Linked DNA regions of Mus musculus: region 1 is linked to region 2. A link is a contact called in public promoter capture Hi-C data. All regions are on one chromosome and are shown on one strand. The core of a region is the stretch at or near the end of the contact, and the rest is flanking DNA. Distances in the headings are between cores, read along the strand shown. Region 1 holds the start of Morc2b (microrchidia 2B). Region 2 holds the start of Zfp563 (zinc finger protein 563).

What was found. Capture Hi-C pulls out chosen DNA fragments and counts their contacts.
Region 1: a promoter capture Hi-C map of pancreatic islet shows a contact between it and region 2. The contact joins the promoter of Morc2b here to the promoter of Zfp563 in region 2. A contact is called at or near these places in 2 of 39 promoter capture datasets (both in embryonic stem cells), 7 of 115 datasets of contacts at active chromatin or transcription factors (embryonic stem cells, epiblast stem cells and intestinal villus epithelium) and 3 of 9 other capture datasets (adipose tissue, liver and pancreatic islet).

What each region holds. Positions count from the first base shown.
Region 1 is chr17:33,137,864-33,142,297 of GRCm38.p6, forward strand. It overlaps Morc2b (microrchidia 2B), which reads right to left and starts at 1,820. Exons shown (of 2, transcript NM_177719.4): 1 at 1,344-1,820; 2 at 1-959. The coding sequence starts at 933. It overlaps Gm52288 (a long non-coding RNA gene), which reads left to right and starts at 2,168. Exons shown (of 3, transcript XR_003952262.1): 1 at 2,168-2,229; 2 at 3,861-4,434.
Region 2 is chr17:33,086,473-33,090,695 of GRCm38.p6, forward strand. It overlaps Zfp563 (zinc finger protein 563), which reads left to right and starts at 2,895. Exons shown (of 4, transcript NM_001024950.2): 1 at 2,895-3,007. The coding sequence starts at 3,005.

The sequences.
Region 1 (4,434 bases), core at 570-3,069, 50 kb after region 2:
GCTCTCTGCTTCCCGGGCCTTCTCTTCCGCGAGCTGTGCTACCTGGTCTGCCTTCTTCACCTCTTGTTCTGCCCTGGTCTTAAAACGGTGTGACGTGAAGGTGTACTTCCTGGGTTTATACAGGCAGCAGCAGAGCTTTTTGGTCTGCACCTTGTGCCCGTGAATAAAAATCCTCATCCGAGGATCGATATACAGCACAGCAGCGTAGGCACAGAAGGAGTGCCGCTCTGGCTTCACGCCTTCTTGGGAGATCTCTGCCATCCGGATATCTTTTGGATTTGAGGTTACGTCTAGTTCGGGTTCTCCGTTGTCCGTGAGTTTGAGATTGAAAATGACGACCAGGGTTCCACTAGTCCCAGAAATCTTTGTAAACTGGGTCATCACTTCTTCCTCAGTGTGGAAGGGAGAATACTTGTAGATGAGCTCTGTCTCAATGGCAAACTTCTCCATGTTATCTGTGACAGGTTCTCGTGTCTGACTATTCCAAGTAGGCAAAGGGACTATCACCTCATCAATGCCTTCTTCCTCATGAAAGGTTCGAGACAGGAAGAGGCAACTCATGGTGTTTTCTTTCTTAGTGAAGAGGATAAAATCCTTCCCAATACGCATTGAGCCTGATTTTAGTCCATTCCCGTACCGCCCAATCTGTGTGGACTCTGGTGTTCGTTTGGCTGATTTCCCAAACTGGATCACATTGATGACATCGTTTGGATCCATTCCGACTCCATTATCCAGAAAACAAAGCATGAATCCTCCTTGAAGGTCCTCTCGCTTTTCAGCGTAAATATCTATCCGGGTGGCATCAGCATCCCTCGCATTATCAATCAGTTCAGCAAGAGCACCAAACAAAAATGCATGGGTAGTTGAATTTGTGTGTAGATAGTCAAAGGTTAGTTGAGCCCGGTTGAGAGTGCTGTAATTGGTAAACGCCATGACTCAAATGAAGCCTCCAGTCTTACCTAGTAACAGAGAAATATATGTATTGGGGCAGATTTTTAAAGGTTCTACTCAGTAAAGGGTAGTTTCTGCTTCTTACTGATAGATAAAAGAAGTTACTTAGTAACTATCCAAAATACAGAGATATCTGAAACCGAGATTTATTTTTTCCTTTCGTTCTAATTTTCAATGAATATGATGCAATTATTTGGGGTGGGTGGGTGAAGCCTCAACCTGCATTTCTAAAGAACGTTGAGTGTTTTTTTTTTTTTTTTTTTTTTAGTTCATTTCAGATGATCTGGTTTAAAAGTAGGTGGTCCTTAACAGCTCAACTTGATTGTTAACTGTTTTATCTGGACATTCTTTGAGCCATTTCATGTCCTAAATTTTCTAACGAGAAGACTTACCAGTGTGGAAATCGACGTCTACCAGGAAACTTAACTTTCATCTACATCTTCACTATTCTTTAATAGCTGTAGTACTAGAAGGTCCTTTCACAGCGTAGATAGTTGTACATCCGGTATCCCATTTGGCAACTGAAAAAAGGTCTTTGTGATTCCTTACCAGTCTTTCAAATTCAAACCCAGTTTAATGTTATGCCACAATCACCACAGGGTGCTCTGTGAAATGACCTCACAGTAGTCAACAGAAACTCCTCATAACAGACCCACCCAAATCTTACGTGGCTGGCTATGGTCCTACACCATTCCCTGTCCGACTTGGGATCCTGCAGCTACTTCCCCCTCTCCGGGAGGAGTGAGTCTCAGCTTGCAAGGCTGAGACCCAAGGTGTAGGACAGTTGCAACCGCACCACTAACCAGCTTGTGCGCACTGGCCGGCCACTGGCCACAACTCCCAGAAGCCCTTGTCCCTCTGTTTAGAATTCGGAATTCAACCGCCGCAGCGCGCTTGGAACCACGGGCCGCCTCCGCCTCCATGGAGCGTCACCTGACTGCTGAACTAGGTCACTCACTACATAGCTAAAGAGCAGAGCTCGACTGGATTGTAATAATGGGTGCTGGACCAAAGGATGGCAGGAGTAACAGCATGAATTTAGAGCTTGCTGCTTCTCTGCCATCGCTAAAGCTATCCCATTTTCTGCTTTTGTGTCGTTCATGCTCACAGCTCCAGGCCTTTTTTATTAGACACTTTTCCTGTTATCTAGTGACTATATGTCATTTGTGTGTGGATGCCTGCAGAAGCTGACTGATCCTCTGGAGTTGGAGTTACAGGCAGTTTGTCAGCCTCCGGACCTGGGTGCTGGGAATCGAAGGCGGTTCTCAAGAAAGAGCAGTAAGCCCTCTTAACCCTTGAGCCATCTCCCCAGACTCAAGCTGTAGTCCTTCTTAAATTCTTTGAGCAAGGTGCCAAGGACCTAATTAGCCTGGCACAGACACCATTAGTAACAGTGGAACCAAGGAACCTATTTTTGCTGCTTAGACATTTTAATGCACAACTGTTCTAGCACTTGGAGTGTGGATGCAGGAGGATCATAGATGATAAGAGTCCATCTTGGGCTATGTGAGACCACATTTCTCACCTCCCCAAGCCACCATTGTAGAGTAAAAGGGCCAGGGAAGGAACACCCTGACCTGTGATCTCAAGCTCAAAAGAAAAACATTGTGCCCCTGGCTTGACCTCAAGTTCAGAGGCTTGGAAATCACTATTACCACCCTTAGCTCAAGTTTATTGAACAAATGATATTTCCTAATCTTCCATACTTTCCCATCAAGCTCACGGAACATGCTCTAAAAACCCTATAAAAGTCTTCCTTTCTGTCCAGCCCTCTGCTGTCTCTTCCTGGTCAGTGGCAGACTAACCCCAGTAAATCTTTTGTATGAGGCTTGTTGCATGGTGTGACTGCATGATATTCATTGCCAATATGTTCTTGCAATAGGAAAACCATTGTCTCTTAGAACCCTCCCCTCTTCTCGCCAGGTATGGGAGCTGGGTTGTGAAGGGCTTATGGCTGGAATCTCATTTCAAAAGCACACCGTTTAAGAAACGGCTTTCCTCCTCTACTTCCTCCTCTTCCTTTTCTTCTTCCATATTTTTTGTTTTTGTTTTTGAGGCAGAGTTTCTCTGTCTAGCCCTGGCTGTCCTGGAACTCACTTTGTAGACCAAGCTGGCCTGGAACTCAGAAATCTGCCTGCCTCTGCTGGGATTAAAGGCGTGCTCCACCACGTCCTGCTCTTCCACATTTTGTTCTTCTTCCTCTTCTACCTCTTCTTCCTCCTCTTCCTCCTCCTCCTCCTCCTCCTTCTCCTCCTCCTCCTTCTCCTCCTTCAGAGCTTAGCCAGTGAGCTGCTATTTGGGTCCCAGGCTACCAAGCCTCTAGTTCAAGAGAACTGGGCTTTCAGGAGGCCCAGAAAAAACCTTCTAAAAACAGTTAGAATCACTTCCTTTTGTTGTTATTGTGCAGAGACCCTAAATTGCTCAGTAGATCTTTGTGTCCTATTGGGCTCAGAAGTTGAGCTAAGGAAGAGGTAACAGCACCACCGGGTTTGAGTATGAGTCATCTTGACAGTAGGAGCAGCTATGAATGTTTTCAAAGTTTTCTCATCTCTCCCAGATTAGGTATCTTGTCATTTGGAGACTGTGGATCCAAGATTTACAGCCAATCCGAGCATGGGGTCTGTCCAAGGTGTCCAAGGCAAAAGTGAGAAGGTGGCCTATGGTCTGTAACCTGTGGCTGCTGTTCTAGGTGTCAGGTTGTCTGCCACCTGTGTCTCACTTGGTCTGTGTCTTATAAGATCAGAGTAGATATGATTCAAAGACAGCTGCAGAACCACAGGCCACCACAGCATGGATGAGAACTCACAAAAACTGGGAACCTGGGCACACTATGTAGCCTGTGGGCAGCTCACCAGGTTGGAGAATACTCCTGCCTTCCACATGACTCTGTTGGTCTAAATCTCTTCCAGGTAGCACCACTAGTTTCCGCTCCTTCCTGGTGGCTGCCTAGCCTGGTATTAAAGTCTTCATTTTGGCTTGTCTGAGAATAATTCTCTGAGGTCTTATTGCTTAACTCCTGGGAAGCAGGGGCTTGGTGAATCTGAACAGCTTCATGGACTCCCTGGAGTTATTTGAGTTGCTTTGGGCTTAAGGAGCTTCCCTGCAGGATGGAACGTTTCAATCTAGGAGGAAACTGCTATACAAGAGGCAGGAGAATGCTAAGTTTGATACTACCTGAGCCACAAAGTAAGCACAAGAAACCAGCTTCATCTTCATAGCGAAACTCTATTGAACAAGACAAAACAAAATGGCTGAGTGTGTTGACACATTCCTGTAATTCCAGCCCCAAGATGGGGAGGCAGAAAATCTGGACTTCAAGTTCCTCCTCAGTTTGAGTCTAGTTCAAGCTGCAAAGACCCTGGTTCAAAACCAACCAACCAACCAACCAACCAACCAACCAACCATCAATGAAAAGGAGTGAGAACAATTTTACCCTAAAGTACTCCTATTAAAGTTGTGCACCAGCTAGGCATGAGGTTGTTT
Region 2 (4,223 bases), core at 1,645-4,144:
CTCTGATACCAGCCGGCACTGTGGCAGCTTTTCCCTAAGTTCTCCTCTGTGACCTGCCTGGAACACCCTCAGGAACCCACTCCAGTTCCAGGAATAAAGGAGGCTTGATGTCATTGCACTTTCCTGCCATTTTCAAACACTGCTTGTGTCCAGTTTTACAATTTGATCATCAGGACAAAACCCCAGCGTGGAAAGGGTTTTGAAGTTTAGAACCCATCTCTGTGAGATGCAAGCAGCAACACAGCAATATGGAAAGGGAAGATAAACCAAATGTTCTCTGAAAGCTAAATACCTGAACCCATCTCTGGGTAATGATGTGAGTCTGGGTGGGATAATAGGTTCTTTCCCACTGTGGTTCCCTCAGAGCCACTAGTGAACCTGGCTCTCTACTTTTCTGCTGTTCTTTACTTCTTCTATGCCCTTACTGCTATCAAATTCTTCTGTCTATTTGATGTAGACAAGACATTCCCTTGAGCATGAGGCCCAAAGAATACCACTACCTACCCAGTTGTACTTTTAATGGTAGTATCAAACAGACAAATCCTGGACCATTGTCACAGTGGATAAAACAAACAGGTGGGCAAGGTGGTGCATATCTATTCCCAGGATTTAGGAAGCAGAGGCAGGTGGTTCTCTGAGTTTGAGGCAAGCTGTTCCACAAAGGAACTCCCAGGACAGCCAAGGATACATAATAAGAGAGGAAAGGAAACAAAGATGCTAATCTTGGCATTCAACTCTCCTCACCCTCTCAGGTTCCGGATGCTGGAGAGGTTCTGGTCACAGATGGTGGAGAAAAGTCCACTAAAGTCTTTGTCTTGGAGAGGGAGACCAGTCAGGAATTTATTCACCTTAAATGTTTAAGTGAAAAATCTATTAATTTATCTAAAGCCTCGTTCCCTTGTCTGTCTGCCAGCCAAGGAGCTATCCAACTCCTAGTTCCAAAGCATCAGTGATGTCCTTAGGTCTTGAGTCAGGAATGCTGGAAGGGAATCTGGTTTCTTACCTTCCCCTAAGTGAGCCCCCTACTTTGAAGAGTATATGTAAGGGTGAAAATGAAAACTCCCACCCGGATGTCATTAACCTCTTGTGGTGAACAGCTTTGGACTTTACAGATCTAAATGCTCAACACATCCAATTTCAGCCCATTTCCTAAATAATATTAGGGCTACTGTTTAGAACTGGACAGCAGCAATAAAGGACTACTAGGAAAAAAAAAAAAAAACCTAGTTCCTCTGGTCAATGAAATAAAATCTCTGGCCTAACATTCCAAGCTATCTAAAATATAAAAGTTAATTCACTTGGGCCTGTCAATAACCTGACCAGGGGACCATACCTCTGAAAGTTAGGAACATTCCTAGGAAGGTGGGCTCACCTTAAGTTGTGCTAAAGACGTATGCAGAAAATTATCCCTTTAACAAGATGCTGTTTTTCCTAACCGAATTCCTACTCCCTAGTGTAGACCATATCAGCCTCTCTGAGGTTCAGATGGGTCAGCTCACCTTTCTGACCCATGAACTGAGACAGATATAACTTTTTTTAAAAAAATTTCAGATAGTGGTCATAACCTACTAAATACGTGTTTGTTACCATCTTGATAGGGTTTGTTTTCTCTGCCACTTAAAGAATTAAGAGTAAAAAAAAAAAAAAAAAAAAATCTCAGCGCAACAGGTAGCAACAGGGGAAATCTCAGACCCTGCAGGCAGAATCAACTAAAGAACAGCTCTTCCTAGTAGTAAAGAAACAAATGTACAAGAAGGTGGGGGTGGGGTGGGGGGTGGGGACACAGAAAGGCAGAGATCCGGAAACTTTGAAGAGTCTTTCTAACTTAGGGATGTTCAGTTTGAACAAAGACAGGAAAACTGATAGGCCCATCTTTTGGGGTAAATATATCTATTCCATGTTGCTGAACTTGCAGTGCCTGTTCCCAGGCAATGGTCCCTATCCCAGCAGATGCAGTGACTTACAACTTTGCTTCCCTGGGATTTTTTCTTTAAAATTTGAATAAAAATGCTTTAATTGGCAGAGCAAACGAACTGATTCCTGTGTCCCTAGAGAACCTTATGACTGCTACTATGTAACCGCACTTTTCATATTCATAACTGTTTTCTCTTGGTATATTCTCTTGGTATATTTCTCTTTTCTTGGCTGAAAAATGTATGGACTGAGTGAAAAGGAAGGGGAAAGCTTTTGCTATCATGCAGACTACATCATCTCAAGTTTCTCATGGGTGACATTAGACCAGTGGACCTGCCCTGGCTGGGTATCCCTTTATCTCTGTGGCAGGCCTAGGTACCCTTTCTCTAAGGTTCTGTCCATGGTACACTAACTAAATCTGACTTTAAATAAGCAGACTCCAGACTTAGTTTCCAGGGGGAAGTGGGAAAGCTCTTCTTTGGAAAAACCAAGTCTAAATTCTTTTTAAATGCAGTTATCAAGATGAGCGGATGCGGGGCGTGGTGGTGCACACCTTTAATCCTAGCACTTGGTAGACAGAGGCAGGCAGATTTCTGAGTTCGAGGCCAGTCTGGTCTACAAAGTGAGTTCCAGGACAGCCAGGGCTATACAGAGAAACCCTGTCTCGAAAAACAAAACAAAACAAAAAACAAAAAAAAAAAAGAAAAAAAAAAAGAAAAAAGAGTGGATTTCTGCCCGGGCCATGAGAGCTTTGGCTGCAATATGGCATGTGTGCCCCACTTATTAAATTAAGAGTTTACCACCAAGCTCTAATGTGTGTGTGTGTGGGGGGGGGGGGGGTGGGGGGGTTGGGGGGGGGGTGTCTGATCGCTTATCCAATTAGTACCACGGAGCACAGCACGAGCTATCCAATCAGAAGCGCCGATTGGTGAAGCGGACGTTCCTCACCGGCCTTCTCTTACTTGCCAGACTATTGTGGTGATAGAGTTCTGCCAGCTGAGGGAGTCACAGGTATCCGTTCAGGGTCCGTGTTGTGTGGCTGCCAACACCAGGATCATTCCTAAGGCCCCAGCAAGCCTTGGGCTCAGCTATGGTAAGTGTCCTTACGGCCAGCTGTCCAATCAGGAACGCCGGCAGAAAGCGGATATGCCTCACCCGCCATCTTTCTTCCTGGCACGGTCTGGTCAGCTGAGAGGGCAGCGGGTACGGTTAAGCCTCTTTGGCTCCGGGACAGCTGACCTCTGGAGCCTTCTTGAAACTACAAGAGGGCCCGGGAGCAGACGAGGCGAACGTCGGGGCAATGTAAGGGGCGCCGGGTGTTCCCCGGGTAGATGCCTCAGTCCTACATCCTCAGTCCTACATTGCTTTGGGTGCTGCGGGACTCAGGGTTTCTCTGCACTCTAGGTGGCAGGACCCCGGCGGGCAGCCCCATCTCTTGCAGAATCCTGTACTTCTGTCTCCTCAGCGAGACGCCTCCTGTAAAGTACAGGTAGATGGGCATGTTAACACATGACCACTACACCAGCCCATACGACATGATGACGAATTGAAGGCCAGTTAGGACATAGACCCTGTCTCAAAGAGGAAAAAAAAAAAGTAACTTGAAAATATGGTTTATTTACTTCACAAGTCCAGGTTACAGTCTATCGTCTATCGCTGCAGAAAAGAACTCTGCCCAACCATTCTAAAATATAATAAAGTATGCTTTGAGGAGAATAGCAAGTGATGACTAAGCCACCTTACCTGTAGAATGGGCTAGAAGGAAGCCTGGTGATATCCACGAAAGATGTGGGAAAATGACCTGAAAGGCAGTTTGCAGAGCTTCAAAGCTTTCCTTCCTGTATTTGCAAAAGCATGGGTTATTTTGTTCATGTTGTTTATGGTGATATATTTTTGTTTGTTTTATTTTAAGACAAAAAATCTCATTATGTAGCCCAGGCTGGACACAAAGTAACAGTCCTTCCTCAGCCTCCTAAGTGATAAGGTTATAGGAATACATCAACATGCCGTGCCCTTGATACAGAAGAATTTAATGTAGGGGAGGCAGATCAGGGTACTAAATAACCTTGAGGCTGACTAAGGCCACAGTAAATCTCTTTTCACCCTGTTGTGCTTAAATGAGTCAGTGTTTCCCTTCTGCCTACTGATGAGACGACAGAAAGAAATCTCAGTATACGGTTCTAATACTCCAGGTCCACAGAATAGAAAGAAGAGTAGATTTTTCCCCCCTGTATATTCCAAGAAATCTCTCCAGCACTCCTAAAGCCAAGGCAAAATTGTATGGTAGGAGCAGAGGTATCACAGACCCC